Regions from separate parts of the Mus musculus genome. Here regions 2 and 3 are each linked to region 1. The links are chromatin contacts, called in public ChIA-PET and HiChIP or PLAC-seq maps. All regions are on one chromosome and are shown on one strand. Each heading gives the region's core, a stretch centred on a gene start, on an enhancer-like site or on the middle of the called end of the contact. The rest is flanking DNA. Distances are from core to core; before and after follow the strand shown.

What was found. ChIA-PET counts read pairs in DNA pulled down with a chosen protein or histone mark. HiChIP or PLAC-seq counts read pairs in DNA pulled down with a chosen protein or histone mark.
Region 2: an H3K4me3 HiChIP or PLAC-seq map of bone marrow-derived macrophages shows a contact between it and region 1, with 4 times the contacts expected there. The contact joins the enhancer-like site here to the promoter of Tbc1d14 in region 1. A contact is called at or near these places in 18 of 39 promoter capture datasets (the 3T3-L1 cell line, 3T3-L1-derived adipocytes, the C10 cell line and 12 more), 6 of 15 datasets of contacts at CTCF or cohesin (CD8 T cells, the NIH/3T3 cell line, large pre-B cells and 2 more), 63 of 484 Hi-C or Micro-C datasets (the 63-12 cell line, the AML12 cell line, B cells and 39 more), 32 of 115 datasets of contacts at active chromatin or transcription factors (the 230-238 cell line, CD8 T cells, the HPC-7 cell line and 21 more) and 6 of 9 other capture datasets (adipose tissue, embryonic stem cells, embryonic tail and 3 more).
Region 3: a contact with region 1 is called in an RNA polymerase II ChIA-PET map of memory CD8 T cells, with 92 read pairs. The contact joins the enhancer-like site here to the promoter of Tbc1d14 in region 1. A contact is called at or near these places in 12 of 39 promoter capture datasets (the C10 cell line, the HPC-7 cell line, cranial neural crest and 8 more), 4 of 115 datasets of contacts at active chromatin or transcription factors (the SCID.adh cell line, bone marrow-derived dendritic cells, bone marrow-derived macrophages and 1 more) and 3 of 9 other capture datasets (adipose tissue, liver and pancreatic islet).

The regions. Positions count from the first base shown.
Region 1 is chr5:36,580,625-36,584,237 of GRCm38.p6, forward strand. Tbc1d14 (TBC1 domain family, member 14) reads right to left here and starts at 1,773. Exons shown (of 14, transcript NM_133910.3): 1 at 1,731-1,773.
Region 2 is chr5:36,513,303-36,517,149 of GRCm38.p6, forward strand. Tbc1d14 (TBC1 domain family, member 14) reads right to left here. Exons shown (of 14, transcript NM_133910.3): 8 at 737-817. Among named protein-coding and RNA genes, the nearest start is that of Gm32528, 2.8 kb to the left of the region's middle. Within about 2 kb of position 2,104, at least 16 of the 459 cell types and tissues checked have an H3K27ac peak or open chromatin away from gene starts, as enhancers often do. A contact at or near this core is called in adipose tissue, bone marrow-derived macrophages, cerebral cortex and 1 more, where this site is marked.
Region 3 is chr5:36,668,606-36,671,980 of GRCm38.p6, forward strand. All of the region lies in intron 2 of D5Ertd579e (DNA segment, Chr 5, ERATO Doi 579, expressed), which reads right to left. It also overlaps the pseudogene Gm25767. Among named protein-coding and RNA genes, the nearest start is that of Gm24878, 3.8 kb to the left of the region's middle. Within about 2 kb of position 1,561, at least 21 of the 459 cell types and tissues checked have an H3K27ac peak or open chromatin away from gene starts, as enhancers often do. A contact at or near this core is called in the SCID.adh cell line and memory CD8 T cells, where this site is marked.

The DNA of each region.
Region 1 (3,613 bases), core at 523-3,022:
TCAGAGAGAGGCAGTTTCAAGTTTCACTAGGCCTGGTCAGATGGTATCTCTGACATTCTCAGCCTCACTGGGGCTCCATCAGGAGTCTGTGCTGGTTAGCACCCTCTGGAAATCTAGCCAAGCCCCAGAAGGGGTGACAAGATCCTGAGTAGGGCTTGGGGCAGAGGTCAGGTTGTTCCTCTAGCCTACCAATATGCCCAGTACTGTGAGGGTCTCTAGAGATAAAACGGGTCCTACAGCCAGAGAGTAGAAGATCTGAGGAGGACATAACCCAGGAAATGAGTCTGAGTAGAGCGGGGTCTACAGTCCCTTCCTGAAGGACCTTCTGCAGTCCAGGACCAGGATAAGGAGGCCCAAGGTCAGAGAGGACCCAGTGGGTCAGGAGATTTAAGAGGTTTGGCAGTCTGAGAAGAACTGGGCATGGGGAGGAAGAAGATTTGAACACACCACAAAGGGTTGAGGAGGAAGGACTGAAGGGGACAGAGGTCTGAACAGGTCAGAGATCTGAGGAAGATACAGGCTCAGATCCTCAGAGCAAACTCGGTTGGTAGCCCACAGCCCCGTGAAAGTTGGACGAGCCAATCGTAGCCTCCGGTCTGAGAAAACTTTAGCAAGATTTGGGAAAAAACGTCTTAGGGGGATGGAGATCCGAGACACATCAGGGGTCTGAGGACCATATCTGAAGAGGCCAGGGGTCTGAGGAGCACCAGGATCTGAACAGGAGAGGGGTTTGAGAAGGACAGAGATCTGAATACCTCAGGGTCTGAAAAGGAGTAAAGGCAGAGATGTGAACAGGACAGGGGTCTGAGGACGCTGGCTCAGGGCGCACAGAGCAGACACCTCTACAGCTCGCAGCACCACATCTGAGGAGAAAACTTTTCACCAAGTTCTGGAAAAGGCGCACGTCGCGACAAGCGCTGGCCGAGGGCAGTCGCACGTCAGCCGGACCCCAGCCCTCCCAGCCGCCCTCTCAGACCTCCCTGCCTGGCCGACGCAGCAGCAGGTGGCAGCGGTCAGCCATCCGCAACCTCTCAGCTTGACCCTGCAGAGCCCCCTCAGTACCCGAGCTACCGCAGCTCCAACGCCATCTCCCCGGCCCGTGGCCCGCAGCCCAGGCCCCGTGGGGCCCGCAACTCGCTGGGCTAAGAGCGTAGACTCCGCAGATGCCCAGCCTCAGCAGGTGCTTGCCGGCCGCCCGCGGCTAAAAGCAGCCAGCGCCAGACCCCACCCCCGCCACGCCCACGCCACGCAGCCACGCCCCCACAAGGCTGCTTCTCTTCCCTTCCGCTGAGCCTCTTTAGCCCAACACCCAACGCAAATCGCTCGCTCCCAGGGCCTCAGGCGTACCGCCACGCCCCGCACTCCAGAGCCACGCCCCCGAGAGCTCACTAGCCACACCCCACGCTCGTCCCTAGTCACACTCCGGGGGACAGGAGCGTTACCACGCCCCGCGCTCCCTATCGCCGCCCTCACGCTCCCTAGCCACGCCCCCGCTAAGCTTCCACTGCTCTTCCGCCAGGGCTCTCGCCCCCCGCCGCAGCTCCGTAGAGCTTAGGAGCCTGCTATTTACTACCGCTGCTCCTCCGGCCTGCCAAGTATCCGTCCTGGGTTTCGGGAGTTGTGTCCCTGGCCCTTTTCTGTCCTCAGGCCCAGGAAGGGCTGCAAGGAAAGTTCCGAGAGAGTCACAGTGTCCATACCGGCACCGCAGACGCCTGGCGGAGGCCCCTTACCTGGTCGGCTCCGCCCGCGGCCATCTTGGAAGTGGGAAGTGGGAGGGAGGGGGAAAGCAGCGCATGGGGCTGATCCAGGCGTGGGGAGCCGAGCGGCGGAGCGCATCGATGGGACGCCCCTGTCCAGCAGCTGGGGGAGTCTTAACAGCCCACGGGAGTATTTAGGGGTACACGTGAGCGCAGGTTACAGATCATTGACCTTGGAATGCCCTCCCGGTATAGCCTTAGCCTGTCACCTGTCAAACGGGCTTTTCTGATCACTGTTTCATTGCGCTTAGTGCCTAGCGCTGTAGTTCGCCAACTTTTGTCTTCACTTTAATATTTCAGTATACAACGCCCAGCAGGCTCAGGAGGTGACAAGACAGGGTTCATCATCAGTGTGTTTTGAAAGTTGTGTGATGGTCTCGCTTAGGAACTAGAAGAGGCCTCACTAGACAGCATCTTTCTCTAGCCTGAGATACAGAGATCCACCTATGTATTAAAGGTGTGTGCCACCACACCTGGCTTTATGCACATTTTACCTTTTTAAGTAGCAAAAATTACAGAGACACAATCTATGAAAAAGTATAATTCAGGAGGTAGAAGTCAGCTAGAGCTGAGCAGAGTTAAGCCAGATGTCTATGGAGGATGTCTTCTATCAGGCCAGGTCATTGTGCTGCATTTCCCTTCCTGAACTCACCTGCACTCGTTTCCTAAGCCTCAAAAAGCAGAGACATGAGTGTTTGTTGGATCCATACAAAGGGTACTTGGGATGATTTGGGTTTATTCTAGGAGTTGTCAGACCCCGAAAATTTACAAACACAAACAAGCCCCTTTAAAACCTGACTGCATTTCAGCCAGGAACCATCACATGAGGCTGGAACCATCACAGTCCTACAGGAAGAGGAATTTCCCTGCCCTGGCAGGTACCTGGAAGCAAGCAGGAGGAAATCCATTTGTCTTGGTTACAGTTCTGTTTGTGCTAGCCTCAAAGTTGCAACCTAGAAAACAATGAGTTTGAACTCCTGATCCTCCCGAGTCTACCTCCCCAGTTCTGGGATTATAGGAATGTACCACCACTTTTGTTTCAATTGTACATTCATTTCAAAACATTAGGTGATGGTTCAACCTCTGTACAACTCTCTCAAATATTTTAAAATATTTTCACAAATCTGAACACAGTCCAGAGGAAGGGCTTACAAGACCAAGGCTATATCAAAAGCTATGAAATGCACACCGTCCCCAGGGATGAAAGAAGACAGAGAGAGGTTGGGGGATAGCTCAGTGGCCTGACTTCAGTTCCAAGGAGGGTAGGGAGGAGAGAAGAAACAGACCAAGAGTCGAGCCATATCTGAGTGTCTTGGGTCTGCACATGTGTTGTAACTTTTAAACTTCCACATGGCATGTGCTGTTTCACAAGGAAACAATGTCGGGTCCCACCCAGCCACCTGAGGCCATGAGGTTCTCAGTCCATCACACCAGAGCCTTCAGCTAAATAAGCCCAGCCCTGTGCCTGTTCAATGCACAGGAAGAAGGTCTACCTGAGAGCCTGACAGCATTGACTTTCATCGTGAGACCCATCCAAGTAGGGTGTCTGCTGGGCTGGGGGACTCCAGACTCTAGCCATTCTAGGAGCCTACAAACTACTTGATAGACACTGGCTTCAACTTCCCTTTCTGGATCATGACTGTAATTACTCTAAGCACCAACTTACAATGGCAGGAGGGTAGAGGCTTAAATGGACTGGGCAGTCTTTTGTTGGCTTGCAGAGAGCTGAGAGACTTGCAGGGCATCCCTCAGGATTTGCTACATAATAGAAATTTCAAAGGTGCTTAAGTTCCTGGCAGTTTGAACTGAAAACAATGCCAGGTTCCATCACACCCATTGGTGCCCTCACAGCTGGA
Region 2 (3,847 bases), core at 854-3,353, 67 kb before region 1:
TAGCTAGTTATACACTGTATCCTTGAAACAGGCCACAGGAACAGAGGTAAAGCGCGTTTCCATTAACAAACCCTAAGGAAGGGTTCAGGTGGGGACACAGATCAGGAACAGAAGGTGACCTAGCATCTGATTTGATATTACTCACCACCGTCAACAATGAGGAAAATAAGTGGTGAGACAGAACAAGAGAGCGATCTATGTGAGGTAATGTGTATTGTCTAATATAGATTACCTACATTTATACTTTCATCTTAAATATTGAAATCCCTAAAGTATAAAGTCCTGAAAATATAATCCTGAGTTTTTAAAAACATATTTAGAGGCCTTTACTTACATTTTTATCATGCTATAAATGTTTCAAAATATGTACATGATAGACACACACGATGTTGTCAATTTATAAAGTAAAATAAAAATAGGAACAGCTTATGTTCAAATATTCAAAATGGCACAAGTCCCACTGCCTAGCCACAGATGTACTGCTCTGTGTCAGTGGATCACTGCGAGGCCTCTGGAAGCCAACACTCAATGAACCAGGCTACCAGGCAACTTGAATTAGAAGCACCTGGCTGTGAGCAGGAGACGCAAACCCTCTCAAGAGGAGCTGTGGGCTTCGATTTCTTCTAAAAGCTATTTCCTTTCCATTTTTGTTTTTTAACAGTCCCTTTGCCCCAGGCCACACTAGCCGGTGAGGAGTACTGCCATGAGTAGCCTCTCATTGAGGGAAGAGCTGTACCTTCATTCTCCACTTCTGAGCCTCCAGTGCTGAGGGACCGCCACCGCTCCTTGGCCCGAGCAAGACAGATGTCAAAGAGCTCTGAAAGAAAAGCTCCTGTTAAGCCTTACATTGTACATGGTCCCTCGACACCAGCAGAGAACACACAACTATCCCTTTCTCTAAACAGAGGAAGGCATTCTTCTGACAATTCCCCCAGCTTAGCCTGAAAGACAGCCATTTACACAGGAAGGCACGCACACTGCCAAGGGGCTTGGTGCCTTCCTCTGCTGCACAGCCACCTAATTCATATCCTGCTCTGACCTTCTGTGACCGGCCCACTGCCTCTCGGATGACCAGTCTCTTGCTTACCTCAGGATCCAGACTAATGGCCTGGGGGCTCAAGAGAACAGTCAGTCAGGGTCTCATCTATGGACTAAAGGGTGGGTGGACAGAGTCTATCTGGTTTCTAACAAGTTTGAGTCATAATCTAAAAGAAAAAAAAGCTTTCAGCACTTGGGAGGCAGAGGCAGGCGGATTTCTGAGTTCGAGGCCAGCCTGGTCTACAAAGTGAGTTCCAGGACAGCCAGGGCTATACAGAGAAACCCTATCTCAAAAAACAAAAACAAAACAAAACAAAACAAAACAAAACGCTTTAATCTGAAATCCTTAAGGTCTAAAATCCTGAAAATACAATTCTTAAAAGAAAGAAAGAAAGAGAGAGAGAAAGAAAGAAAGAAAGAAAGAAAGAAAGAAATTTACTTACATCTTAAGAGGGAGATTTGAAAAACATAAAAACAATAGAATACTTCATGTGTTGCTTTGTGTAACAAAATAGGCATCAATGCTACTGTAAGCATCACAGTGGATGAAGGACATTATACACCTAAGTCACAAGCAGATGACCTACGTGCGCAGAAAAATGCTGAAAAGCAAAGTATATGAATAGCTATCATTATGGTTCATAACTGTGTACTGGGCTTCCTAACTGTGGCCATATTAAACACTGGCCAGGATACCTAAATCTTTAATCAAAACCGAGATGGGTTACCACTGCATACAGTCATCCAAAGAGCCTAGACTTTAAAGAACGTTCACAGATGCAGATGTCCAAAAGGACAGCTCACTTTGCTTTGCTTGCAGACAGGAGCCTAGCATAACTGTCTTCTGAGAGGCCCCATCCAGCAGCCAAGTGCTTCTAGGCCTCACCATACCCAGTGGTAACTGTCCCTGGGACACTTGCTGCATGGCCCCCAGGACAGTACTTCCTGCACCTACTCCACCTGCACTGACAAACCGCAGAAGCAGAAGCTGCAGAAGCAGTTCCACCCAGCAGCCTGCAACACTGTTGCCAGCTTCTAGAAGTATCCCAACTAGTAACTGCTGACCTCTTCAGATAAATGCACTTGAGTTCCTTAAAAGCTTCTAAATGTCATTAGCTTGGAGAAACACCACTGCTGACAATGCTAAAAAAAAAAAAAAACCCAGCAACCCACAAAACTGGCATTTTAGACCCTGCTGTTTTGCATGAGCAATCCTTCCAGAGAATTTGGGTTTCTACCTCTTCTCCTCGGGAATTGCTTTTGGAATTCAGTTTCCAGGATTTCAATATTCAGAGTTTTAAACTTTCAGACCTATGATTTCTGGGACTAAGATGCACACTGCCTTCAAACAAGGGCACGGGCAGCTTGCTACCCAGATGGCACAGGACTCCTCATCTTGCTGCTGAGGGAGGGGCATAGAAACTGGTGCTCTGAACAGGCAGAGCTCTCAGAGAATGGCGATTCCTGCTGTCAGATTCCTGCTGTCACCATAGTTTTCCAATCTCTTCCATATTCAGAGCCTGTTTTCAGCAGCCCTGCCCCTCAGGCAGTTGCTGATAATCAGGTAACTTCAGCTTCCCAATAGCCTCCGCAGGCCGGCAGACTGGGCCCCTGGAGCACTGCAAGCCGTGCTCACCACTCAACAGCACGCATGTCCCATGCACTGGCTTTGTCTTAGCGCTGCCACTTCTACTCCCTATACCTCTTGCTTAACTGATTCCCAGCTCCCATACACTGAGGACTGCTGGCCAATCACTGCCTTTCTCTGTGTGCTTGCCACGTTATCTTTTTCATCCTTTACTCTGCAGGGTAGAGGCAAGCACAGCTGCCTTCACGAATTGTACTAAGTGTAACTTGTCCTAATGGTCCTGTTCTGGCTTTATGACAGCTCTAACATGCATGCAACCTATGCTGACATGCCACGGCAAAGCAGCACAGTTATGACACTTTAGTATGTTGTACTCTAAAGAGAAACACAGACGTGTCCAGGGCTGGGGTCGAGAGCATGCTCTGGGACCTTTGCCCACTCAATCTCTAGGTGGGCTGGCTGGCAGGTTTAGAAGCACATGTTCGATTTGGGAAACCCCAGCTTTTTCTTCTTAAAAGCTGAACAATTGGGAATTCGCTGCAACTTAACCTAATGGGACTATTAAGACTTCCTGGAAAAGTCAGGCTCAGAATCCAAATTAGGGCTTGGGTCAAAACATTTTTGTCACTCTCAGAGGAGCACACAAAACTACTACAGGGCCTGCTTATTGCCGGACTTTCTGGAACCCTCGGTGTGCCTCCAGGCACATCAGACCTCCTCTGCATCCCACTGGTGAGTCTTCCTGCCTCTTCAATTCTTCTCCCAGAGTCCTTATCTCTGCCTGGAAGTTCTACCCTCCATTCCTGAAAAAAGCCCAGCAGGTGATGGTGCATAAGAACAACACCACCAACATCTGGACGGTCCTCAGCTACTGGACAGACATCAGCATAGAAGAATACAAAGAGAGCCTTCACACAGTGTATGAGAATGCTATTCCAACAGCACGTGCCCATTAGGGCTCTACCTCACAAGTGAAGAACCTGTTAGGAGAGACTGGCTATAAATGTGTCCACGTCTGAGCTCACAGAACCTCCCCCACAGTTTTATAGTCGTGGTAGAAAGGTGACACTTTTCTCTCAGGACCCCCAACCCCAACCTCTTTTTAAAATTCGACTTATTGTGCATACACAAGTGTGTGATGGGGGAAGAACTCACATGTGCCACAACATACATGTGGCCAGAGACAACTTTGGAGTCAGCTCTCCCCACCCCCCCCCCTTG
Region 3 (3,375 bases), core at 311-2,810, 88 kb after region 1:
CTATGCTCCATTAAAAGTTGACTGGTTGAAACATAAACCAGTAGATATGGGCCAGTTTCCTTGGGGGCCTGTGCAGCAGAGGCTTTCCACGGAGGTCTCTGGCCCAGCTGAGTGCGAGAGCTCATGCAAAGGGAAGTGATTACAAGCAGCGAGGGGAAGTCGCTTCTGCTGCTGCTGCTGCTGCTTCTGCTGCTGCAGTTGGCTCCACCTGTCTCCGCTGTGCTGTCTCAGTTATTCCACGCTGCCCTGAGCAGAGTTGGGTCCAGGTCAGGCTGGGCCAACAAGTGACCGAGTGAGGAGTGTAGCAAGCTTAAGGTGGCGTTTCAGGAGAGCAGACCTCTTCCCAAGTGTTACAGCTCTTAGGACAGAAGCTCTTGGACAACTCACATACCTTTAATCCTTCCAATTAGGATTCTTATATACAGTTTTGGGGTAGGTCAGGGTCTGACAACAGGTACTTCTCATTGGCTTGGTCTGAGAGCTTGGGGAAACCTTATTTGCATGTGGGAGGCCTTGGTGCTGATGGCCACACTCCTCTGTGTGTGTGTGTGTGGAGGGGGGTTCTGTGGAAGGCTGTAGCCAGGGGACCAAGGGGCGTGGCCAAACCCTGCTATCCCTTGCAGATGAAAGTCACTTGCTGGGTCTCTAGGGTTCTAAGCCTGAGCTGGACTGTGGACCAGGCTGCCTTCACACTGCTCACCACCCCACATCTACTCAAAACACTGAATATGATAAAGTGTGTTTTTTCACAGTCCTATTCTGAAAGTCAGAAGATTATCAAGTACCAAAAGCAGATGGGGCAGAAGAGCTCCTCAGGAGACTACTAGCAGCTGCTTTTCTAGATACACTGGTGAGGTGACATAAGGTTAAGTAAGGCTCTGACTGACTTCTTCATGCTGTCTTCTTTCAAAAAGGAGATTGGGAACTGGAGGAAGAAAAAGGACACGGTATTCTAAAATACAGCTGGTGTTACCGCCGTCTGCTGCTAAGCACCCACCCTGCCTCCCACAACTTCCTGTTAACAGCCTCCTCAAGAACAGAGCCCGGTGAGTCTGAATGAGACTGTGTTCCCATACTATCATCAACTTCAGGCCCTAGATGACTAAAAGCAAAGTTTCAAGGCCTGCCTTCAAGAATCTGCTCAAGAGAGGCGTGAGAACATGATGCCTAGTGTCACCACCGTCTGCCCTACAGAGAGCTAGGTCAGAAGCAAGCTGGGAGGAGGAGGCAGCCAGAGAGTCAGAGCAGAAGCCCCAGTCACACTGAAGCTTGGAAACAAACCAAGCAAGGGCCAGCCCTACTTCTGCATGTGCAGCTAGCTAGGTGGCTTCCCTGAGGCCAGTTCAGGTCAGAACTTTTAGGCACTTGTGAATAGCAACTATGACCAGAATTGAAGCTGTCTGATGATCCACTAACCTTTCATCCCATTGCTTGAAAAACAGATACCTACTAGAAGAGACAGAAAGCTCCAAGTGGACTCTTCAGGGCAACTGGATCTACTTCTATCCTCTACGTTGTCCCCAAACAGAGGTTGTCGCCTCAGTGGCTCCCTAACTTAAGTGACCCGAAGTCTACATACCCACTACCATGTAGCTCTTCCTGTTGGCTGAGGAACGCTGGTCTCTAGTCTCTTACCCACAGCAGCTGGTTCTGCAGCATCTTCTCCTGCTTGCTCTCAGCTCACAGCTCCATTGCTTATTATTTACCATATTTCCTAACCCATTCATGGACCCCTGGTGTCCTTGTCCCCAAACTCTGCCCAACCCAGTGTTTTGTTGCTCTACAAACTGTCAAATGCCTTTCAGGAACCCATCCTTAGTTGTCTCTGTGCCCGATGCTGTGGGCATGTATAATGTTATAACATTTAAGCAAAATAGAAAAACTGAATCTTCAAAATCTAGTACTTCTCAAGACTTCTTTGTGCCATTAAAATTATTCTTAAACACACACACAAATGTAAACAAGTGCCTCTGTAAGATTAAAAGCCTATTACAGCTCTTGCAGAGGACATGAGTTCTCTTCTTAGTACCTACATCAAGTGAGTAGCTTACACATGTAACTCTAATTCCAGAGGATCTGATGCCTCTAACCTCCTCAGGCACACTCTCACTCTCTCTCTCTCTCTCTCTCTCTCTCTCTCTCTCTCTCTCTCACACACACACACACACACTCTCTCTCTCTCTCTCTCTCTCTCTCTCTCTCACTCACACACACACACTATTAAAAACAATTTTTTAAAAATATAAACAAAAGAGCTACGATGTGGTTCAGGTGGTTGGGTGCTTGACTTAGCATGCAGGAAAGCCTGGGCTCAATAATAGCCATTACATAAACTGGGTATGGTGGTGTACTACTATAATCCCAGCACTTGTAAGGTAGAGGCAGAAAAACCAGAAGTTCAAGGTCATCCTTGAACACAGCGAGCTCAAGGCCAGTCTAGGTTACTATGGACTCAAGCTCATGCCAGCAGCATTAGTTCTGATGCTGCTCTGCCGTGCACATTCCTCACATATATTCCTTCATTTAACATCTTCCATTAACAGTTCATGCTCCTGGAGGTAATTCTACATATACCTAATGGGTAGTTTTAATTTTACACACAAATTGTTTCTATCACCTTCACTGGGGTTGGCAGCTGCAGGATAGTGGTTTAAGAGCCCTGGCTGTTCTTGAAGAGCATCCCAGTTTGGGTTCTATCACCCACGTTGAGTGTCTCACAGACTGTACCTCTAGCTCAGAGGATCTAAAATGCCCTCTTGGGTCTTCACATAAATAAAACATAATACAAATAAATTTAACAATAAAATTGTTTTTTTATTTGACCTTCCCTTACAAGCCATGGTATTCTTTGCCTTACGGCTAAGTAAAAAAGTATTTTTGGCACCGGGGGAGATGCTCAGTGGAAAAAGCATTTGCTAGAAAAGTGTGAGGACCAGAGTTTAGATTTCCACAACCTAAGTTAAAAGCTAAGCAGGCATGGCAGCCAACTGTCTCTAGGGCTTTTGTGTGAGTTTGGAAAGGTAAAGCCAGATTCTTGTCAATATAAGTTTGTTCTTCCTCCCCAGAGTGTTACAGGTGTGGCTGCTGTGTCACATGTGCATCAGTAGGTGGCAGAGAGGACATAGGCTATGCTCTGATCTGTGAACATATGAATGGATGATTAGTAGCCTAACATTCCCTGAAAACAGTGAGCCTCAGATGACCACCAGACTGGTACCAGGGGGCTGGGACAGGAAGCTAGCTTGAGTTCAGGGCCAGGATCTCGGAGTCAGGAGCAAACCCAAGACTGAGTGGGATGGCAGGCCCCAAGAAGGAGTGAGCCTGAGACAGAGACAGAAGATGATCCTCAAAGTTGCCTGCTGTTAAGCCTGACAA